Linked DNA regions of Mus musculus: region 2 is linked to region 1. A link is a contact called in public Hi-C data. All regions are on one chromosome and are shown on one strand. Each heading gives the region's core, a stretch centred on a gene start, on an enhancer-like site or on the middle of the called end of the contact. The rest is flanking DNA. Distances are from core to core; before and after follow the strand shown. Region 1 holds the start of Edil3 (EGF-like repeats and discoidin I-like domains 3). Region 2 overlaps Edil3 (EGF-like repeats and discoidin I-like domains 3).

Region 1 (5,294 bases), core at 1,778-4,277:
TGAGATTAATTACCACGTTCATAGCAGGAAAGAAATATTCAGTTCCTAGCAAAAATCAATAATCTTTCTGCATTTTCTCATTTGATTGTTTTCTTTCTACTTATTGTTCCTTTCCTTGTAGTGTTAAACCTACATTATATTAACAGGTATGTTAAAGAATAGCTTGTTATAATGCCTATAACAACCACCACCACCAACACCAACACCACCACCACCACCACAACAACAACAAAAGTTTGCAAAATGCTGGATTAACCACTTTTCAAAAACCTTCTTAACCACAGGACCTTCAGAGAATTTAATATGCAAATATTCCTCAAGGATGCCAAGACGCTTCATTAATATACAGTGTTCCCCAAATCATTTGTCCATGTAATACTATTATTTTTCTTTCCCAAGAAACCTTTCAACATCCTAAGGATAAGAATATCCATAGAAAACAATTTAAGAAATGCCATTTTCATGTGATATATAGATCATTTTTAGTATTTTAGGCACAGATTTGGAGAAGCTGTAAAACCATAGGGTGGATCATATGTGATTAGTAAAGGTCTCTTAGCACTTTATGTTCAGGAAAAAATTCATAGCAGCATTTTGTCCTTTTACCCTTTCTTTGTTTTTCAGACATTTTCTATATTCCATGTGGGAAAGGGCTGTATATATGTACACAGCCTTGTCTAAGTGTACCAACAGTGAAATGAACTCTACAAATGTAATTGATGGTAAGGCTTATTTGTAGATGTCCAGTATAAATAAGCAGGAAGGAAGAAGTGATATCAGGCAGGCACTGTTGTGTTTAAGCTTTATACCATCTTTGGATAGAAAATAAGAATTTTGTACAGAGCTACAAAATTGGCAACACCTTTCAAAGGTGATACAACACTTCATAAAGAGTGTCCTTTATAGTCCTCACCTCAGTTGTTTGGACATAGATTATGTATTTTGATGTGGCTTTATGTCTATCGGAGTATTTAAAAAGCAAAGCAAATGAACAAGGAACCCATTTTTGTAAAAAGGAAATGTCTAATAGTCTAGATTTTGACAAAAAGTTAACATTTTGACATGCTTCTTAGTATTACATATTATTGGTAAAGTGGAAATTGTAAATAAAATAAAGCAAACACAATGTTTATCCTATCGTCTCCTGTTGTCTAGCTCATCATACAGTACAGGCTGAGGTCCTGCACTTTAGGATTTGCCAGAATCCTTTGGAAGGGATCCCTGAAAGATAACTTGTCATTTTCCAAGTTGGAGACGGTCTTTGGAAAACACATATCACAGCAGGAGTGCACATTCAGAGTTAAACTGAAGTGACATACAAGGAAGCAGCATTGGTAATTGACTAGAATGGACTTACAACTCTAAACAATACTCTCCTTAACCAAAAGGGCTGGGTTTAAACAGAAAGTACTACAAGGAAGTGACTCTTCCTTTCCTTGACAAGACAATTTTTTTCCTTTTTTTTTTTTTTTTTTGGTTGTTTTTTGTTGTTGTTATTTTATTTCTTTACATTTCAAATGTTATCTCCCTTCCCAGTTTCCTTCCTGAAAACCCCATATTCGGTCCCCCAGCCCTTCTGGCTCCCCCACCCAACCACCCACCAACTCCTGCCTCACCATTCTAGCATTCCCCTACACTGGGGGCATTGAGCTTTCACAGGACCAAGGGCTTCTCCTCGCATTGATACCTAACAAGGCCCTTCTCTGCCACATATATGGCTGGAGTCATGGGTCCCTCCATGTGTATTCTTTGGTTGATGGTTTAATCCCTGGGAGCTCTGGTTAGTTTTTTAAACATGTATTGTCACCCTCTCACTCAGCATGGGAAACATGTTTTATTGTGGTTGGTGTTTTGCCCATATTACACATTACTTCTCTCTCTTGCCCTCATTTGGTTTTATTTCTCAATTGGTTTGCATGTCCTCCCACCCTTGATATCACTCCAGACAGAGAGATGGTACAAGATGAGGTTCCAAGGACTTGAGGAAGAAATAAAGAAGTTTCATGGTTGTCTCCTTTCAGCATCTAATCCTGAGAGTGACAATTTTCTTCATTTCTTCAGTTTCTCTACGCATGTGTTTATATCCTCCTATCTCCCTTCCTAATGGTGACTCGGGGAGGGCAGAGAACCCTGTTTCATTTTGGTACTTGGTACCACAGGAATTGAATCTACAGTAAGCAATCATTCTAACTGAAAAACAGGGGAGAAAGTACAATTGTAAGCCAGAGGCTTTATTTTCAGTTCAATCACTTTCAGTGCAAAATAAGCCCATTTATTTTAGTTTTGGTGAAGAACAGCGAAATTTGATCCACCTGAGTGATGTGTCAAGAATCTGCTCTTTCCTCTGTTTTTCTATGACTTCCTTCATGTGAAACAGATGTCCTGCTTACATGCCTCCCACTTGCTTATGCCCTTTCTCCACTGAGAGCAGATGAGCCCACAACCTTTCTCTTCAGCCCTGAGCAAACTGATTTGCAGGCAGAACAACAGAGCAGCAGCCTGTCTTGCCTGTCTGGCTCCTGACTAAATCGTGACTCCTGAGAAACTGAGACTTCTTTTAGCAGTCTTGGGTCTCACCAAGCTTGAGGCTCCTAGAGCCACTTTGTGAAATCTCTTAACTTCCTTTCCTGGCAGTCCTGAAGTTCAGTGGACTCTTTTGTACACTTAACCATAAAACCAAACCTGGAACCAACACTTTCGGACATCTATCGTATTCCCTTAACCTTAGAGTTTGCATCTTAGGTGGAGAAGATGTGGAACTTAGCAGATAGTGGCAGGTATCAGTCAGGGTGTGGCTGCGGCTGCCTCCCTTTCTCTTCCAGCAGAAGGAGCCACCTTCCAAAGCTGGGGGAGAGAGAGAGAATGGGGGGGAGAGGAAGAGAGAGGGAAGGAGGGAGAGAGAGAGAGAGAGAGAGAGAGAGAGAGAGAGAGAGAGAGAGAGAGAGAGAGAGAGAGAGAGAGAGAGATTGGAGAAGGCAATAAGAAGAGGGAGGGTAGGGGGGCGGGCCGCCGGGGGCGCCCAAAGCCAGCTAGGCTCAGTCTCACACGCGCGCCGCCACTGTTTGTACACAGTGCGCTCCTGGCCTCAGGCTCGCTCCCCTCCAGCTCTCGCTTCATTGTTCTCCAAGTCAGAAGCCCCCGCAGCCGCCGCGGCAGCAGCGTGAGCCGTAGTCACTGCTGGCCGCTTCGCCTGCGGTGCGCGCACGGAAATCGGGGAGCCAGGAACCCAAGGAGCCCGCGCTCCGCCCGCTGTGCCTCTGCTAGGACCCACTCGCAGCCCCAGCCTCTCTCAAGCGCACCCACCTCCGCGCACCCCAGCTCAGGCGAAGCTGGAGTGAGGGGTGAATCACCCTTTCTCTAGGGCCACCACTCTTTTATCGCCCTTCCCAAGAATTTGAGGAAGCGCTGCGGGAGGAAAGACGTCCTCTTGAATCTCTGACAGGGCGGGGTTTACTGCTGTCCTGCAGGGCCGCCTCGCCTACTGTGCCCTCCGCTACGACCCCGGACCAGCCCAGGTCACGTCCGTGAGAAGGGATCATGAAGCACTTGGTAGCAGCCTGGCTTTTGGTTGGACTCAGCCTCGGGGTGCCCCAGTTCGGCAAAGGTGAGGTGGCTGGGCAGGGGTCCCTGGATGAGGGACGGGCGGGGAGCACCTTTGGAAATGCCGCTCAAGGGGCCACAGTGGGTCCTCAGTGCGTGCACGGCGTGAGGAGCGCTACGAAAGAGGCGATGCTCCCTGGATACCCTGCCAAAGTGCTAGCAAAGTCCGTGTGGAGTGCCCCAGGCTGAGCCTGGGAAGAGGGTGCGATCTAGAAAATAAGAAGATTGAGGGGGTGTGAAGGGGTTGTCTTCCTAGGCTTTTTTTTTGCTAGTGATTCCCTGCGCGACCCCTGACTAGCAAATATCAATGTTCTTGGCCGATGACAGCGGACAGGGTTGTGAGGTTGTGATAGAGACCTGACAGAGCTAAGTGTGCTGGGCCATCATCTAGTAGGTGCTAGAATAGCCTGGATAACCACCGGGCGGTAAGCTGGATGCAGTGCTCTGGTGCAGGGACAGGGGTGGGGGTGGGGGTGGGGGCTAAGGGGTCTGTCAACCTGGACCCGATATTGAGAGTTCATACTGCCAATGAGAAAGAGAGAGGTCTACTAAGTCGCTAGCTTTCTCCCCAACCCTCCTCTTGGGCGCGTGACTTCAATTACAACAGCTCAAACAACTCTCTTCTCCTCCAACCCCAGGGGGCTTGAGCATTATTTTGTACTCCCTCTGGGTAAGACCTTAACTCTTGGTAATAGATGGCTGTGATGTGCAAACCAACCTTCATGCGTCCCTGGCCCAGGAGCCAAAAAGTTGTTCAGATTTGTCTACCTGTGCCTTTCATGGTTTGCATGTAAATAGGAAACTAGCATACAAAACAAAACCTAAAATTTTAAAATCAGTGAGTCTCCGGGTGAGTTGTTTAGGTGACTTTCAGGTCCTTTTGAGAGATTAGGCTTTGTCAATATAAAACCTGGTCAGAAACCTTTGTCTGCATATCAGCGGGTACTGAATTGGAGCCAGGAAGCCAAAGAGAGAGAAGGGGTTTCCAGATATTGGGTGGCTGTGCCCTTTCTGCGTTTGTGAGTACAGAAGGCCCTTCTGAGAGAGATTTACTAGAATCCTCCACAGATAGCAGTAAGTAGAGAGCTGATAAGCTACAAGGATTTGAAACGTTGTGGCTCTAGAAGTATTTGGAATTAAAAAAAAATGCTTTGACTCGAATCCATTTGAGATTAGACTAGGCATTGCATGGATACTCTACGCTACACCTATGCACTACCTATGTATGCGCTTCGGAGGGATGGACTGTTGGGGACTATCCTTCAGAAACCTGTGTTGCAGCCAGATGCCAATCTCTTTGGGACTCAAGTGGTGGGTAGTTCTGGTCTTCTCAGCTCCCCAGGATGTGACTGTTTTTCCAGGGGTGTAGGTGTGTGGGATCTATTCCAAACCTGCTCTGATAGTTGCCTCGCTGAGGCAGCCACTCCAGTGAAGGTTAGCATATGGAAATGTTTTCGGAGTGGGTCGCCTAGACTCCAGTGGTAAGGAAAGAACAGGCTTCCAAAGCTGATATTTCCTGGTTTTTTTTTTTTTTTTTTTTTTTTTTTTAAATTTCTTGTCTGAATTCCCTCTGCACTTTGATGCCTTAGCTGGTAGGGAACTGTAAGAACCACAGGCACTCCCCTCTCCTCCTATCCCCGCCTCTGTTCCCACCCCAAATAGGAACACACACATACACTCGCGAGCGCGCGCGC
Region 2 (5,750 bases), core at 3,086-5,585, 79 kb after region 1:
CTATATATGTTGCAGAGGATGGCCTAGTCAATCATCAATGGGAGGAGAGGCCCTTGATCTTGTTGAGGTTCTATGCTCCAATATAGAGGAATACCAGGGACAGGAAGCAGGAGTGGGTGGGTTGGGGAGCAGGGGGAGGGGAGAGAGGGGAGGGGGAGGGGATAGGGGATAGGGGATTTTTGGAGAGGAAACTAGGAAAGGGGATAACATTTGAAATGGAAATAAAGAAAATACCTAATAAAAAAGAAAAACAAGATATTTAAAACTAAACAATTTTGGGGTTTAAGTATAATGTTTGCCTGTTTTTATTGAAATGCTATAAGATTACATTTTTGAAGACCTAACCAGATCATTCTGTACCAAATCATTAAACTATGCATTACCACCTGTCAACTTAAAATAAATAAACAAATAAAAATAAATAAAATAAAAAGTTTCTTCTTTGTCTGGGAGTCGTGCAGGTTTCTTTCTATTTTTCCTCATCTCTAATTAAGGCTCTAAAAGTTGAGATGAGACATCCCTAGATGATCTAGGTCTCAGAATCCTTTCATGCACATTTAAAGTTGTTAGTCTTTAAAAGGTGTTTAAAGTCCTCTTATCTTTGCTTCAAGAAAGGAAAGGGTATATGCCTATTCACATTTTAACTTTAACCCACCGAGCACTATGGAGAACTTCTAGTCTATAAGTAAAAAATAATGCATTTTTTTCAGTGACACCTACACAAAAGTCTCTGAGCACCTGATGATCAATATATCTACCAATCCAAGAATTATGGGCTTAATCAGTATGCAAATAAGTAGATTAACTTTAGGTTCTTTAGAATATCAGGGACAAAAATCAGTCACAAAAATCAATTGAATTAAGAGATTGCAGATGATAGAATTTTGAAACAGCTATAATTTCTATGTGGATATTAGGTAGTGGGAATTTCAGATCGACAGCATTTTGGATGAATAGACATCCATTAATTGGTCATACATGCTCATATGGTATTTGTACGCATATATATACTCGAAATTACAGGATCATGTGCAAGAAATAGTATTTGTTATAGTAAATGTATAACACTCAATGCAAGAGTCCATAAATAAATAAATAAATAAATAAATAAATAAATAAAGGCTTCCTCTGTCACTTGCTTATGTCTTGCTGTTCCATGAAAGACCACAGTTATCCTTTGGATCTCTTTATTTTGGTTTTAGTGCACATCTTTTTTAAACTTGCCACAATCTCAGATCCCAACAACTTGCTCACCCATTGCATATTAGTATTTAAAGGGAATTGTGCCCATGTTTCTAGCATCACTACCTGTTAATGGATCACAGAGCTGTTCCTCTTCTAGTTAGTCTGAAGCTGGTTGACTGAGTGTTAGGAAATAAGCTGTCCATCATTGCTCCCGTTTTCAGCACAGGTCTACTGGGCTTTTCAGATACTAATAGAAGAGTTTTTCTGGGTAGTGTGACTGCTTTCTTGCTGGATTAAATTTTATTGTTGGTATTAAGCAGTTTGCAAACAAAGCTAAGGGAAGTCATGTAGAAAGAATTCAGAAGAGCACAGAGAGATCTAAAGCTGGTTTTCGTAGTCTACAACCCTAAACACTGAAAAGCAGTATTAAGTATTAAGGCAAATAGGTGGGTCCTTTCAGCAAAACCTTGCTGGCATATGCAATAGTGTCTGGCTTTGGTGTCTGAGGACCCTGATATAGCTGTCTCGTGTGAGGCTATGTCAGTGCCTGGCAAATACAGAAGTAGATGCTTACAGTCATCTATAGCATGGAACACAGGGCCCCCAGTGGAGGAGCTAGAGAAAGTACCCAAGGAGCTGAAGGGGTCTACAACCCTATAGATGGAACAACAATATGAACTAACCAGTACCCCCAGAGCTCGTGTTTCTAGCTGCATACGTAGCAGAAGATGGCCTAATCAGCCATCATCGGAAAAAGAGGCCCCTGGGTCTTGCAAACTTTATCTGCCCCAGTACAGGGGAATGCCAGGGCCAAAAAGTGGGCGTGGGTGGGGAGGGGAGCAGGGCAGGGGGAGGGTATAGGGAACTTTCAGGATAGCATTTGAAATGTAAATAAAGAAAATGCCTAATATAAATAAACAAACAAACAAACTTTATGGTTTTACTCGCTCCCCACCCCCCAAAAAAGGCAGATAGGTGGATGATGGCTAAGGACAAAGAGAGTAGTTAGTATATTTGAGAGGAAGGCAGACATATGGCATTGGCTCAAGGTACATACAAATGAGCAGCTTCCATGAAGCCATAGAGACAGTGACCTTTGTGAGGATGGGAGAAAGAAAACTGGCATGAAGTTTCCATGATGGGAAACTGTAATGTGAACTTCTGTTTGTTTTTAAACTGGGTGAATTAAAATCAATCTGTATCTTTTGTGATCAATTTAAAAACTTTATGTTTCTAAGAAGAGAAAGAATTGCCTTGTGTACTGTATATCTGGAGATAAAGTTTCACTTTATTAAAATATGTACTTAATATTACTGGAATATGTGTCAGTCTCCCAGGACCTGTGGGAAATGTAAAATAGAACTGATTTATTCTGAGATACAACTTTTATCCATAAAATTACTAAAATATCCAACTAAAATTGAATGTTGATAAAGCAGTAATTAGGTGCTTATATAGATAGGCTGACTATCAGCAACTAAAGCTCCAAGTATGAAAGGAGAGGATGAATATCCCAGGGCAAGGGCGGGAAGGGACTCAATATCTTTTCTGCAACTAAGAGTCATAGTCTTAATTATTACTGTTAATGCTGTTTTAAGAAATTGAACAATGGAATTTGATCATAGCTCTCAGGATTAGCTATTAATTTGGGGGAAGTTCATTATTGTCTTTTATTATTTTACACATTAGCTCTTTGTTGAATATTTTGAATAATATTTAACATCTTAACAATATAATTTAGTTAACCTTTCTGATGGGTGTGTTTCGATGTCCCATTATTATGATGGCAGACTTTTCTATTTCTCTAATAATGTTGCTAAATGTCTTATGTTCTGTTGTAATTTCCTTAATTTATTTTTAATTTTTGTAGTTCTCAGAAGATACCTAATAATATTTTATGATGAAATGATAGCTTATCTCTAAATGGCATATTAATAAAATATTTCATTCTCACCTGCAGAGTTGTTAAAGAATCATAATTCTCTCTCCACCTCCCTCGTTACCTCCCTCCATCCTTCTCTGTTTCTGACTCTCTCGTTTCTGTCTTTGTCTCTGTCTGTCTCTTTCCTTCTGTCTGTCTGTCTCTCTCTTTCTGAATGTATATGTATACATAATTTTAAATATATGTATCTGACTATTTAAAACTTTTCACCATATTTCTATTTGAATAATGACTTCTTTATGGCTGTCATAGCATATAAAGTTTTAAATGAAACTCTATGATGTTTTTCAGTGAGATTGACTTCCTTTACAGTATGTGACCATCTTTCTGATATTTTCACTAATCACCTGCAGATGTGTTATGCAATATGGTTACATTTCTAATAAATCCAAAAGAAATAGCTATGTGTTTCTAGAAATATTACCAGATTTTTGTGACAATTTGCAAACACACAAATATGAATAGACCAAAACTAAATTATTTTCAACACTAAATCCATGTGAGCATTCTCTTGGTTGAAGCAAACAAAGAACTCCATTGCAGAAGGCTGGTCCTGGTGCCTCTTCCTGACTTTTCCACCTGTCAATGAAGATAGTATGTTCTCTTTATGACAATCAGCTTCTTATTTATTTTACCACATTATATACTGAACTTATGTCCACAAAGACTTAATTTTTTCCACCTTTAAAGTTTTACTTTATAAACATATATTCTCAACACATATATGATGACCAAGATTGTTTATTTTTCCTGTGTATTTTTGCATATCTGATATTTATGCTTGAATACAAATATAACATAAATAGGATTAAATACTTCCTGCCTTTGGAACTGTAGCAAAGTCCATTAACTTTGCTATATTTCAAGTTCAGCTCCTCAACTTGAAAATTGCATTCATTGTAAGAGTATTAATGTAGGGGATATTAAGAAAATTATTATACTTTATAAGATGTTTGAGTTTAATAAATATCACAGCTGTTCTTAATCCAAAATATCTGAATGAACTGACTCTGTGAGCCAAATATTTTAATGAAATAGTATTTTCAAATTTTAAACAACAAAGATGCAATTATTACAAGACTATTTGTCCTGTTATCTTCAGTTATCAGTGTTCAAACCTTTTATAACCTCTCCCATCCAATGCTCGTCACTGTGTGGCACAAAGCAGTGCCAGTATCTTGTTCTGTTTCATGTGCCCACAGCTGAGGGAACACAACAAAAGAGCATTTATCAACCCAAATGCTTTTCTGTTTGCAGAACAATGCATCTTATTCAGCACAAGATAATTCAAAATACCTTGTGACGCTTTGTGCTAAAAACAAGCTCAAATTTTTTAATATCGTGATTACATTTTTTCTAAATTATTGATATGTGTTGTTGTTGTTCATAGACAGATATGAATAACACAGATACTAGACCTGAAATACTTTGTTCTTAGCTATGGAAAGAATGTACTACTTAATACGTGCATGAGAATAGATACTTATTTCTCATAATTTTTCACTTTAGATGTTCAAAACCAAGGTGTTGACAGAGTTCTTTGCTTCTGTAGTCTGTTTCTTAGCCTACAGAATCTATGGCTTCTCCCCATTTCTTTCTGTGTGCCTGTGTCCTGATCTTCTTGTGATGGCATTGCTTGTCTTGGGTTGCGAGTATAATGACATCATCTGAATACACTTAAACACAAAAAATCTCCAAAAAAAAAATTAGCCATGACATTATGGGGATTAGTAATTTAACATGTATTTTGAAGAAACAATTGTGATTGTAACACCTCTATTCCTAGACACAAGTTTTTTTATTTTGTTTTAATAACAATAAGATATTCTACTAAGACATTTAACATTCGTTTTTGTCTAATCTTATTAAAATCAATTTAATTTTGATAAATAATTATGTGGGTTAAAATTTATGGAAGTATAAATAGCCTAGGAATATTTGCTCATGGAATCATTTATCAAAGATATTATGTTTTTTAGTAGAATTCTGTTGTGAAAGTAATTTTTCATTGTACAGTTAACCTAGAACTTAAATAAAATTTAAAAAGCATCTAAAAACAGTTAAAATAAATAATAAATTCTTCTTGCACAGTAGTCCATTGCTAACAGACCAGCACACCTCATATCTGTTAATATTTTGATTTGTATAATTTTGTTCTTTGTTTGTTTGATTTTTAGACAGAGTTTTTCTGTGTAGCCCTGCTTTTGTTAGAATTCACTCTATACACCAGGCTGACCTTGAATTCACAGGGATCCACCTAACTTTGCCTCCTGACTACTGGGATTAAAGGCATGCACTACCAATCCCTGCCTTTATTTGTAGTCTTCCAACATTCTATGTTTATTTTTTTTTCTTTTGGTATATATTCAATATGAATGATGAATGAGTCCTTCCACTCAAGGATACTGGGCAGTGGATATGTAACGAACATGAATGAAGACTTGAATTTGTAGCTATAACTTCAAAATGTGTGCAGTCATCTACTCTACATACATACAGGATGTGTTAATAAGATGTTTTTGAATGTACTAATATTGGCCTATAAATATAAGTGAATGTTTATAATGTGCTATTCCATGTCTATTTATATTGTACTTCATGTATTGAACCTTTGTGACCTTGA

Evidence for each region. Hi-C and Micro-C count contacts between places; a contact is called where the count stands out from the background.
Region 2: a Hi-C map of cortical glia shows a contact between it and region 1, with 2.2 times the contacts expected there. The contact joins the enhancer-like site here to the promoter of Edil3 in region 1. A contact is called at or near these places in 1 of 39 promoter capture datasets (maxillary cranial neural crest), 3 of 484 Hi-C or Micro-C datasets (brain, cerebral cortex and cortical glia), 1 of 115 datasets of contacts at active chromatin or transcription factors (neural progenitor cells) and 2 of 9 other capture datasets (adipose tissue and liver).

What each region holds. Positions count from the first base shown.
Region 1 is chr13:88,818,445-88,823,738 of GRCm38.p6, forward strand. It overlaps Edil3 (EGF-like repeats and discoidin I-like domains 3), which reads left to right and starts at 3,028. Exons shown (of 11, transcript NM_001037987.3): 1 at 3,028-3,604. The coding sequence starts at 3,538.
Region 2 is chr13:88,895,931-88,901,680 of GRCm38.p6, forward strand. All of the region lies in intron 1 of Edil3 (EGF-like repeats and discoidin I-like domains 3), which reads left to right. Among named protein-coding and RNA genes, the nearest start is that of Gm46433, 28 kb to the left of the region's middle. Within about 2 kb of position 4,336, at least 14 of the 459 cell types and tissues checked have an H3K27ac peak or open chromatin away from gene starts, as enhancers often do. A contact at or near this core is called in cortical glia, where this site is marked.